Linked DNA regions of Sus scrofa: regions 1 and 3 are each linked to region 2. The links are chromatin contacts, called in public HiChIP or PLAC-seq maps. All regions are on one chromosome and are shown on one strand. Each heading gives the region's core, a stretch centred on a gene start, on an enhancer-like site or on the middle of the called end of the contact. The rest is flanking DNA. Distances are from core to core; before and after follow the strand shown. Region 1 holds the start of DNAJB12 (dnaJ homolog subfamily B member 12). Region 2 holds the start of PSAP (prosaposin). Region 3 holds the start of ANAPC16 (anaphase promoting complex subunit 16).

Region 1 (3,103 bases), core at 233-2,732, 420 kb after region 2:
CTTCCCAGTAAGCAATCTTCATTCCATAGGGAAGGGCAAGGAACGATAACTCTGAGGACAACTAGAAATCATCACCGGACCCACTGACACCAGCCTTGACAACTCTGAAATGACCTATGGATGAAGACTAATATGGACACCTTAATCAATAACCCTGACTTCTGGGCTAAAGCCATAAAATCCCTTGCCATCCCCTCTCAGGTCAGGAGATAGTTCTGAGGCATTAGGCTGCTGTGTCCTCCTTTGCCTGGCAAAGCAATAAAGCTGTTCTTTCTCTTCCTCAAAACTCTGTCTCCTGTCTCCAAGACTTAACTGGTGCAGGTGTACAGAGGCCGCATTTTCAGCCACAGTCACAGGGCAGACTGTGTGGAATGGGAAGAAGGTAGGCTCTCGTTTGGGGAGGGTGATCCCTGGCCCTCCCCGGGTGAGAAAATATGGAGACGCTTTTTCAGGCCGATCGAAGGTCGGAAGTCCTCTTTCCCTCTCTAGAACCTATTCTCTCCGTCAGAGGAGTTGTTTATTTTCCTAAACTATAATATTTCCCAAACCGGCAACTGGCTCCCAGCCACCGAATGGCCCCTTGGGAAAAGTAGTTCAATTTCGCTTCCAGGTAAGTTCCTTTCGTCCCACCTGCCAGCGCCTCTCATTCTTGGGAACTCCAAATCTCAGAGGGGTCCGCAAGCCCCAGGAAAGCTGACGTCGCTGTGGCCCCTCTCATTAGGTGTCCAGCATCCCAGAGAAGTGGGAGAGCCGAACACTACACCTCCCAGCGGCCACCGCGCGTCTCAGTACGCAGGCGTAGCCGCGCCTCGCCACCCCTCCCCCTCCTCCAACTGATCCCGTCGGTCCGTTCCCATATTCCCCCCATCAGTTCTAATGTCCCCTCTGTGTCTCCGGCACCTCACACTCACCGCGAACTCGCGGGGTCGGGTACAGCCGCTGCGCCTTCTCCAGGAAGCGGAGCGCCCTGTCATGCTGGTTGCTCTGGATGGCCTTGAGGGCGATGCTAATACAGCGCTCGGCTTCATCCTTGTTAGATTCCATGGCGGAACCAGAGCGCGGAACCAGGGAGGGGGAGGCCGGGGAGCGAAAGGCTGAGCCAGCTGCTGGCGCGTCTCGGGGCAGGCTGTCGCAGGATGGTGACGTAACCCTCTGCCCCCTCCTTTTCCGAGATTAGTGCGAGATTTTGAGCGAAGGAGGAAGTGCTACCGTATGTCTTCTAAGAGGGGGACGTGTAGCAGAAGCGCTAAGTGTGCACAACCACATTCCTGGAGCCCAAAGGAGTCGTATTCAGAGGTCTTCAAGTATTGTATTTTTGCATGTTCTTGGTAGTAACTCTGTGTATTTGAGATGAAGGTGGCTTATTTATTTATTCATTCAGCGGATATTTATTGAATACCCGCTATTTGCCATGCTAAGTACAAGGCAGCGGTGAAAAAACAAAGCCCTTGCCCTCAGGGAGCTTACCTTCCAGTGTGTGTAGCCGGGTGGGGAGACATCCAATAAAGAGATAGAGTCCAAGCGTGATAAATGCTATGAAGAAAAAAAAAGACAATATAAAGAAATAAAGAGATTGAGAGTGGAAGGTGCAAAATAGCCTGATCAGATAAATCTTCTCCCAGAAGCGGTTATTTTAATAGAAATCTGAATTCAAGAAAGAGAGAATAGGTATTCCAGGTGTTAAGTCACCTGGAAGAAAGGTGGTCCAGGCAGAAGGAAAAGCAAATGCACCACAGCTCACGGCAACGCTGGATCCTTAACCCACTGAGCGAGGCCAGGGATTGATGGAACCCGAATTCTCATGGATAGTAGTTGGGATTATTACCACTGAGCCACAATGGGAACTCCTAAGAATCCATTTTGGCTTAAGCCAATTTGTGATCTAAGCCTGGCTGCAATGCTGGCCCTTGAACAGGTCTCAGTCATTAAAGATCTTAAGGGAGGGAATGAAGAAACTGGGGAGGATTAGTCAAGGAAAAAATGGTGCAGCCTTGGGGTAGGGTCCTGGTTTTGAAACCCTGTATAAGATCTTGAGTCCTTGGAGTTCCCGTTGTGGCTCAGTGGTTAACGAATCCAACTAGGAACCATGAGGTTGCGGGTTTGATCCCTGGCCTTGCTCCGTGGGTTAAGGATCTGGCGTTGCCTTGAGCTGTGATGTGTGTCGCAGACGCAGCTTGGATCCTGCATTGCTGTGGCTGTGGTGTAGGCCAGCAGCTACAGCTCCGATTCGACCCCTAGCCTGGGAACCTCCATATGCCATGGGAGTGGCCCAAGAAATGGCAAAAAGAAAAAAAAAAAAAAAAAATCTTAAGTCCTTGTGTTTTGAAGGAAAAGACTTTTCCTTTAGCCTTGGTCTTAAAAGGCTAACACAAGAGTTAATGATTAAGGGAGTTCCCATCATGGCTCAGTGGTTAAAGAACCCAGCTAGTATCCATGAGGACATGGGTTCAACCCCTGACCCCGTTCAGTGGGTTAAAAATCTGGCGTTGCTGTGAGCTGTGGTCGCAGACATGGCTCGGATCGCACGTTGTTGTGGCTGTGGTGTAGGCCTACAGCACCTATTCGATCCCTAGCCTGGGAACCTCCACATGCTGTGGGTATGGCCCTAAAATGACAAAAGAGAAAAAAAAGAGTCAATGATTAGGAAATATTATTATAGATAAAAACTAGTTAAAATAGTCTTCATGATGTCATGCCCTGCCTTGGCCCACACACTTACTCTTAACTAGCTTTTCACAAAGGATCTAGTCCTTGCTTAATTGCTTTCTTTTACTAACGGTTACTTTTTAGTTAGAGTTATATTGCATTTAGTGTTCTTTTTTGTAATTGGAACACCCCCCACCACCCCTTCCCTGTAAGCAATCTTCATTCCAGAGGGAAGGGCAAGGAACCATCATAACCCCAAAGACAGCAAGAAAGCCACCACCAGACTGACACCCGCCTTGACCACTCTAAAATGATCCATAGAGGGAGAAGACTGGGGAGTTCCTGTCGTGGCGCAGTGGTTAACGAATCCGACTAGGAACCATGAGGTTGCGGGTTCGGTCCCTGCCCTTGCTCAGTGGGTTAAGGATCCGGCGTTGCCGTGAGCTGTGGTGTAGGT
Region 2 (3,503 bases), core at 79-2,578:
ATCTGGTTTAGATCCCTCAGTGGACTATTACCTGACAACTCCCAGACTTGGGATCCTCTCTGTCTATAATAAATTAAAATACGGGCCCACATCCATCAACCTCACTCCTTTCCCTTTACTGTGAATTTTTGTTTGTTTGTTTAGGGCCTCAGCCACGGCATATGGAGGTTCCCAGACTAGGGGTTCAATCCGAGCTGTAGCCGCAGGCCTACGCCAGAGCCACAGCAAGGCTGGATGGATCAGAGCCGGGTCTGGGACCTACACCACAGTTCACAGCAAAGCCGGATCCCTAACCCACTAAGGGGGACCAGGGATCAAACCCGATGCCTCATGGGTGCTAGTCAGGTTCGTTAACCGCTGAGCCATGATGGAACTCCTCCCTCTACCATGATTTAAATGAGGTTAGGATGTGAAGGCAAGAGTTGGGGGTGGGGGTTCATCCGGAGGGCACTGAGGACTTTTTCTAATTGCTGTAAGGGAGGGTTGCCGGTTCCCAAGCGTTGCCTTCATAAACTGTGATTTTTTTTTTAACAACCATCAGTACTATTTCAGGACAATTAGCAGGTGTTAAGAATACTCCTGTGCACAATATCTTAGATACTTCAGATGTTCCCCCAAAATAAAGGCCACTGCTAAAACCAGCTAATGGGTGTGCAAGATGAAAAAGGACTCCACCGCAAACGCATAAGAACTACAAAAACCCTGTTATCATCTCAACTTGTAGTATATGTACTCACATAGGCAAAAATAAACACCCACATAAAAGACATACCTAAGTGCTTCCAGCAACTTCAATACGCTTAAAAACTGGGGCAAATGAGGTCAAGGGCCAAAGTGGGTCCAGCCGGTTGAGCCTCCAGCACACCTCGACCACCTGCGCCCAGAACAAGCACAACTGGGCTGCAGGAGCTGTCATCCCACCAGCTGGACGGGCAGCTTAAAGGAAGGCCCCGGGAAGCCCAACTAAGGGGCAACTCAAGCCCTGAGGTAGATGCTACTTACCTGACCCTGCCACCCTGCCCATCTACCCTCGCGACCCCAGGCCGAGTCTCCCAAACGCCCCCAGGCTTCCCGCAACCCTTCCGCGTAGTGCAGGTACCAGCGTTGTGCAGGCGCCTGCGCAGTGCGTGCCGGTCGCCAGTCCCTACGGGGAGCAGAAGAACGGCGCCGACCGGTACCGGGCGCGAAACGGTACAGACTGCTCCCCAGGATGGGGAGGTATCGTTCTGTAGGAGACCCCCCTTCCCAAGGCTGAGGGACCCAGGGCTTACCCGCGCCCAGAAGGCCAGCCAAGAGGAACAAGGTGTACATGACGCCGCCTGACTCCGCACACTGCAATGCAGGGTGTCAGCTGATCCTCTGCGAATATAAACCTACCCCGCCCTAAAGCCGCCCAACCACGCAGGCGCAAGCTGCTTTGCAGGGGGTGGGGTAGGGAGCCGGCCCACAGCCTGACTCAGCGCCTCACAGGGCGCCTGCGCAGGGGAAGATCGGGAGGGGGAGGAAGACGGAGGGCGGAGGCTGAAAGGAGTTTTGAAGGAGAATGGGAGGAAAAAGGGTAAAGGAACTGAAAGGAAGGGAGAAGTCGTCAAAAAAGAACACATAAATCAATAAGTCTCCCTTGGGGATTATGTATATAAAATATCTTTCAAGCCTCCTATTTCTTCTGTAACATACCATTTTCTATAGCACCATTTTTTAGGTGAGAATCCACACTCAAAAGGATTAACTACTTTTTCTGAACTCTCACAGTGCTCAGACTCACTGCCTGACCCACGCTCTCTTAAATATTTACATGGCTGTGCCTGCGTATAGCTTCATTCTGGGCCCCGATTTTCCCTCTTTAATATTTTATATGCACAGTCCCCCCCGCCCCCCGCCCCAGACAGGTAACAATATTAGGTATGTAGGGTTTCGGAACAGGTCTCTGAAATGTGCTACCTAGGCACGTGGAAACTTCTGCACTTTTTGGACCCTGTGGGCTCAAGGGAAATTACTGCCTCCTCCCTTAACCACGTGGAAGAATGTATATTGGGAAATTTCCCCAGAAAATGAGTAAACAGAGATGAATTTTATCTAAGTGGCTCTATCTAGGAGTTCCCATTGTGGCTCAGCAGGTTATTAACCTGACTAGTAATCATGAGGTGAGGTAGGGCCCATCTCTGGCCTCACTCAGTGGGGTCAAGTATCTGGTGTTGCCCTGAGCTGTGTCCTAGGGCCCGCAGCTGCAGCTCTGATTCAACCCTAGCCTGGGGACTTCCATATGCCTCACGTTTGGTCCTAAAAAGACCCCCCCCCAAAAAAGTGGACCCATCTATATGGCAGAGCAGATACCTGATTACTACACATCCTGTAAATGACCTTCCTGTCCTTGGGAAGCTCAGATCCCTATCTCATTTCTTTCTCTCCCCACCCTCCCACCCCCGCCCGGGCGGCATATGGAGGTTCCCAGGCTAGGGGTTGAATCAGAGCTATAGCTGCCGTCTACATCATAGCCACAGCAACGCCAAATCAGAACCGCATCTGCGACCTATACCACAGCTCACAGCAACCCCAGAGCCTTAACACACTGAGAGAGGCCAGGGATCAAACCTGCGTCCTCATGGATACTAGTCAGATGCATTTCCACTGAGCTACGTCGGGAACTCCCCCACCCCCTTTCTTAACTCAGGATGGTGTATATACCATTTTACCTGTCTCTGACCCTCACATGCTTGTGCAGTTCCCACACATGTGAAATTGAATTTGACTTTCCCCTGTTAATCTGTCTTATATCATTTTAATTATTTGACCAACCAAAAAGAACCAAAGAAAGGAAGGGAAATTGTCCCCTTCCCAACAAACACAGCCCCTCCCAAAGCCCTACCATTAATTGTCCCAGAATTGGAGTAGAAGAAAGGGATTGAGGAGCAAGATGGGAGAGGACAGGAAGTGCCTCAGCCACTGGAGATGGGAACTAGAAGGGAAGCCCACATTTGAGAACCAGGCTAAAAAATCAGCCAAGGGCCTTGTTGGAGAAGGAAGCAGTCTCAATCCTTTCTAGCCCTCAATCCTCACCTTATTCCAGAATAAGAAAGGCCTGGGTGGCCCACAAAACCGCTCACCTCTACTTCTGCTCTGACCCAGACCCCACCTTCCCCTAAGGGACAGATACCTATAAGCCCAAGGGAAGGAAATCTCAGCCTTTTAGGGCAGGCCCTTAAAGCTCACTTAGTCTCATTCCATCATTGTACCAATTGGGAAATTGATGCCTGAAATGGGAAGGACATTTATCCAAGGTTACACTAAACCAAGGAGGGGCAAACCCAGGGTCCCCCCCATCTGTGACGATCTATAATCCTCTCTTAGGGGCAGCCAGCAGACAGAGGCCTTGGCACACGCTCCTCGGCTTATACACACACACACACACTCCTCTCCACCACCCCTGCACTGCAGCTCTTACTTCCCACTGGGGAGCTCAACGGGGAAGTGTGCATTACGGTGGGTGATGTGAAAGAGCTGAG
Region 3 (3,247 bases), core at 127-2,626, 310 kb after region 2:
AACTATTGGCATTCCCCAAAAAAGTGATTAAAAGATACTGAGCTTGTCCATGGCTTTGACAGAAAGAACAGAGGTCTCTTTGTAACATTAACCTTTAGGAGTAAAATGCAATCTTCTGTGTTTACCTAAACATTTGCAGTGTCTCACCCACTCTAACCAGCATGGTAATTAAGAAAAGCAGGGATATTTAATACACTTATCCTCAAGGGGAGGACAAAAGATCCTGAAGAACTTTTAGAGGTGTTAAAACTATATGCGCAACAAAATCAAAATGCCTATCAGAATCAAATATGACTTAAGCAACATGGTTCTCCAAACGAACACATTGCTGAGGGGAGGAATCCAATTTCTGTGGGCCCCCAAACTGTACATCACTTCACTGAGAGGCCAAGCTTCTAAACATCACTTAAAGAATCAATAATTCTGGAAAGAGGAGTTCCCTTCATTGCTCAGTGGTTAACAAACCCGACTAGGAATCATGAGGATGCGGGTTCCATCCCTGGCCTTGCTCAGTGGGTTAAGGATCCAACATTTCTGTGAGCTGTGGTATAGTTCCTGTGGGCTTAGATCCCCCACGTTGCTGTGGTTGTGGTGTAGGCTGGCAGCTACAGCTTCAATTCGACCCCTAGGCTGGGAAGTTCAACATGCCGTGGGTGCAGCCTGAAAAAAAGAAAAAAAAAATCTGGAAACAAAGATTCCTTATGGGCTAGCCATAGTTAAGCTCAACCAATGTTCCCACTATATGTGTTAGACGGTCATGAAGCCCAAAATAAGTTAGAGTTCCCCCTCAAAAAATCAATTCTCACTAAATACCCTAACGCTCAACCCAATCCCAGCAAGAAAATAGCTTTAATTGGTAATTTGCTTACAGAACCAAGTGGTGATTTCCTGTTGAGATTAGCAGTAAAATGAATAAAATAATAAGTAAAATAAACAGACTTGAATGTCAGAAGGGGTATAATTATCAAGTTTAATGACTTTACATCCTAGTGCCCTATTCCTCCAGGACCTTTCAAATAAATCTCTCCACAAAAGTAGATTTTAATGTTAAGGAAGGGCGCTGAGACTGAGCTCTGGGAAAGAGCGTTGTCTGAGATAGGAAGCTGTTCATCTGCCTTTCCTTGGGATACGAGTCTGCTCAGAAGGATGGCGGAATAACAAATTTAACCCTGCAGCGTGACGGTTTGGTAAGAGAGAGCAAAGCAGAAGGCCTGAAATGCCGTGCGTTAAGATAAAACCCTAAATGACAAAAGTGAGCAAGAAAAAATAAAACGAGTACTCCAAAGGTAGCGGAGAAATACGGACCCCACAGCAAAAAGAAAATCCGGGAACGAGGAGGAGAAGGACCCGGAAGTCCTCTCCGCCCCGGCCACGCCCACTACTGCAAGGGGCACGCGCACGCCGCTGCCGGTCCCTCCACGCGGGCGCGAGCACGGCGCCGCCCTTGTCGATGTTAACTCGGCCGCACCAGTCGGCCTTGGGGGCGGGGCTGTAGGGGAAAGTGCCAAAGCTGCTGAGGTAAGTGGCCGAGGGCTCAGGGACCCTCGAGAGCCTGGTGGAAAGGGACTTGATCTCTGGGATCCTACCTGCAGGGACTAGTAAAATGGAGAAAGTAGGAGGAGGAATGGGAGCCTGCCGCAGAGGGCGTGCAAGAGGAAATTTCCTTAGGCCGCGCCTGGCTAGTGCGCATGCGGGCCGAGGGCTGGCGCCTGCGCAGTGGAACGGCGCTGTTGGCGTAGCCCTCTGGGGACTCGATGGCGGGTCGGGGTGGGGGTGGGGGTGAGGCTGTGGCTGTGACTTGGAGGTAGCTTGAGAACCGTTGGCGTTCTGATCCCTCCTCTTGGCAGCCCATTTCTTTCCGCCCCACTTGTTTTTAGCTGCACATCTTTTTGAATGGTAATCCAGCTGTTTAAGTGAAACACAGCGGAATGAATGTTTTCTTGATGATGGAGTTTAATAATTGCTTCTAATAATTTGCCATTGTACCAGCGTACTTCCTTCAGTATCTTTATGATAGGACATTTTTAAAAGGAAAAGGTTCTTTCTAAGATAGGTATATATCTGCCAGGAAGGAAAGTAGTTTATGAATACGAGGTCATCCCCATCGTATATGAAGTAAATGTGTTGATTATCTCACCAATGTGAACACAGCCGTGCTGTATCTCCCCAGAGAGCATTGTTCTACTGCAAGGATCGCTACTGCTAATAGTTCCAGCTTTCCTGATAGCGTCAAATCCCAGGTTACCTCATCATCAGTATTTAAACATTTGTCAAAATTTTACAGAGCATCAACTTTGGGCATAGCAGCCAAGTGGGAGAAAGAGTTATGTAAATAGATCTGCAGAATGAGGAAGAAAAACAAAATGATAATGAACCAGTCCTCTTCATACCAATCTTCTCTAGCCCCTGGGTAACCTTTGCTGAGCTGCTCGCCCTGTGTTCTGTCATTTGTTCATTATTCAGGAGAAATTGTGATCCAGGTTCTGTGCTAGGCCTCCAGGGTAAAAAGATAACTCCTCCCCCTTTTCCTAAGAAAGGGGTTCTTCCTAAGATTATGAACCTTAAAAGTGTGAAGTGCATGTTAGTGTGAAGTGCATGTTCCCTCTTTCTGAGCAGGTTCTTTCCCCTCTAGGAGTGTGCTGACTATATGTCAAATGGAGGGAGTAATAACTTTTCCCTTGAGTGTGTTGAAACAATAAGTATGAAAAACCGGGATCTGGATAAAGCAGTGAGATCCTGCTGTATGGCACTGGGAACTATATCTAGTCACTTGTGATGAAGCATGATGGAAGATAATGTAAGAAAAAGAATGTATATATGTGTGCGTGACTGGGTCACTTTGCTGTACAGTAGGAAATTGACAGGACACTGTAAACCAACTTAATGGAAAAAATAAAAATCATTTAAAAAAACTGATCTGGCATAGGGAAAAAATGATTCAGGAAAAAATCATTAGTGATTTTGGATAACTAATATTAAGTGTTTACTGTACCTATAACTGTTCAAATTGCTTTAATTATATTAAGCTTCCTAACATGTCTGAGGTAGGCACTATCATTATCCCAATTTTAGAGATGAGGCAACTGAAGAGTAAAGAAGTTAAATGATTTGTCCCGAGTCATACAGATACGAGCCTAGACCAAGAGGCTTCAGCCTGACCTCTTAACCACTATGCTCTTTCACCTCTCACATGGCACATGACATGCCAAAAAGCCATTGTTTAAAATATGGCCCAGCAAATAAGCTA

The links. HiChIP or PLAC-seq counts read pairs in DNA pulled down with a chosen protein or histone mark.
Region 1: a contact with region 2 is called in an H3K27ac HiChIP or PLAC-seq map of alveolar macrophages. The contact joins the promoter of DNAJB12 here to the promoter of PSAP in region 2. A contact is called at or near these places in 2 of 47 Hi-C or Micro-C datasets (heart right ventricle and liver) and 1 of 2 datasets of contacts at active chromatin or transcription factors (alveolar macrophages).
Region 3: an H3K27ac HiChIP or PLAC-seq map of alveolar macrophages shows a contact between it and region 2. The contact joins the promoter of ANAPC16 here to the promoter of PSAP in region 2. A contact is called at or near these places in 1 of 5 promoter capture datasets (liver), 1 of 47 Hi-C or Micro-C datasets (skeletal muscle) and 1 of 2 datasets of contacts at active chromatin or transcription factors (alveolar macrophages).

The regions. Positions count from the first base shown.
Region 1 is chr14:75,188,627-75,191,729 of Sscrofa11.1, forward strand. DNAJB12 (dnaJ homolog subfamily B member 12) reads right to left here and starts at 1,483. Exons shown (of 9, transcript XM_013983329.1): 1 at 1,468-1,483; 2 at 912-1,337. The coding sequence starts at 1,044.
Region 2 is chr14:74,768,240-74,771,742 of Sscrofa11.1, forward strand. PSAP (prosaposin) reads right to left here and starts at 1,329. Exons shown (of 14, transcript NM_001198919.1): 1 at 1,272-1,329. The coding sequence starts at 1,311.
Region 3 is chr14:75,081,297-75,084,543 of Sscrofa11.1, forward strand. ANAPC16 (anaphase promoting complex subunit 16) reads left to right here and starts at 1,377. Exons shown (of 4, transcript NM_001190225.1): 1 at 1,377-1,518. ASCC1 (activating signal cointegrator 1 complex subunit 1) reads right to left here and starts at 1,685. Exons shown (of 11, transcript NM_001244083.1): 1 at 1,587-1,685.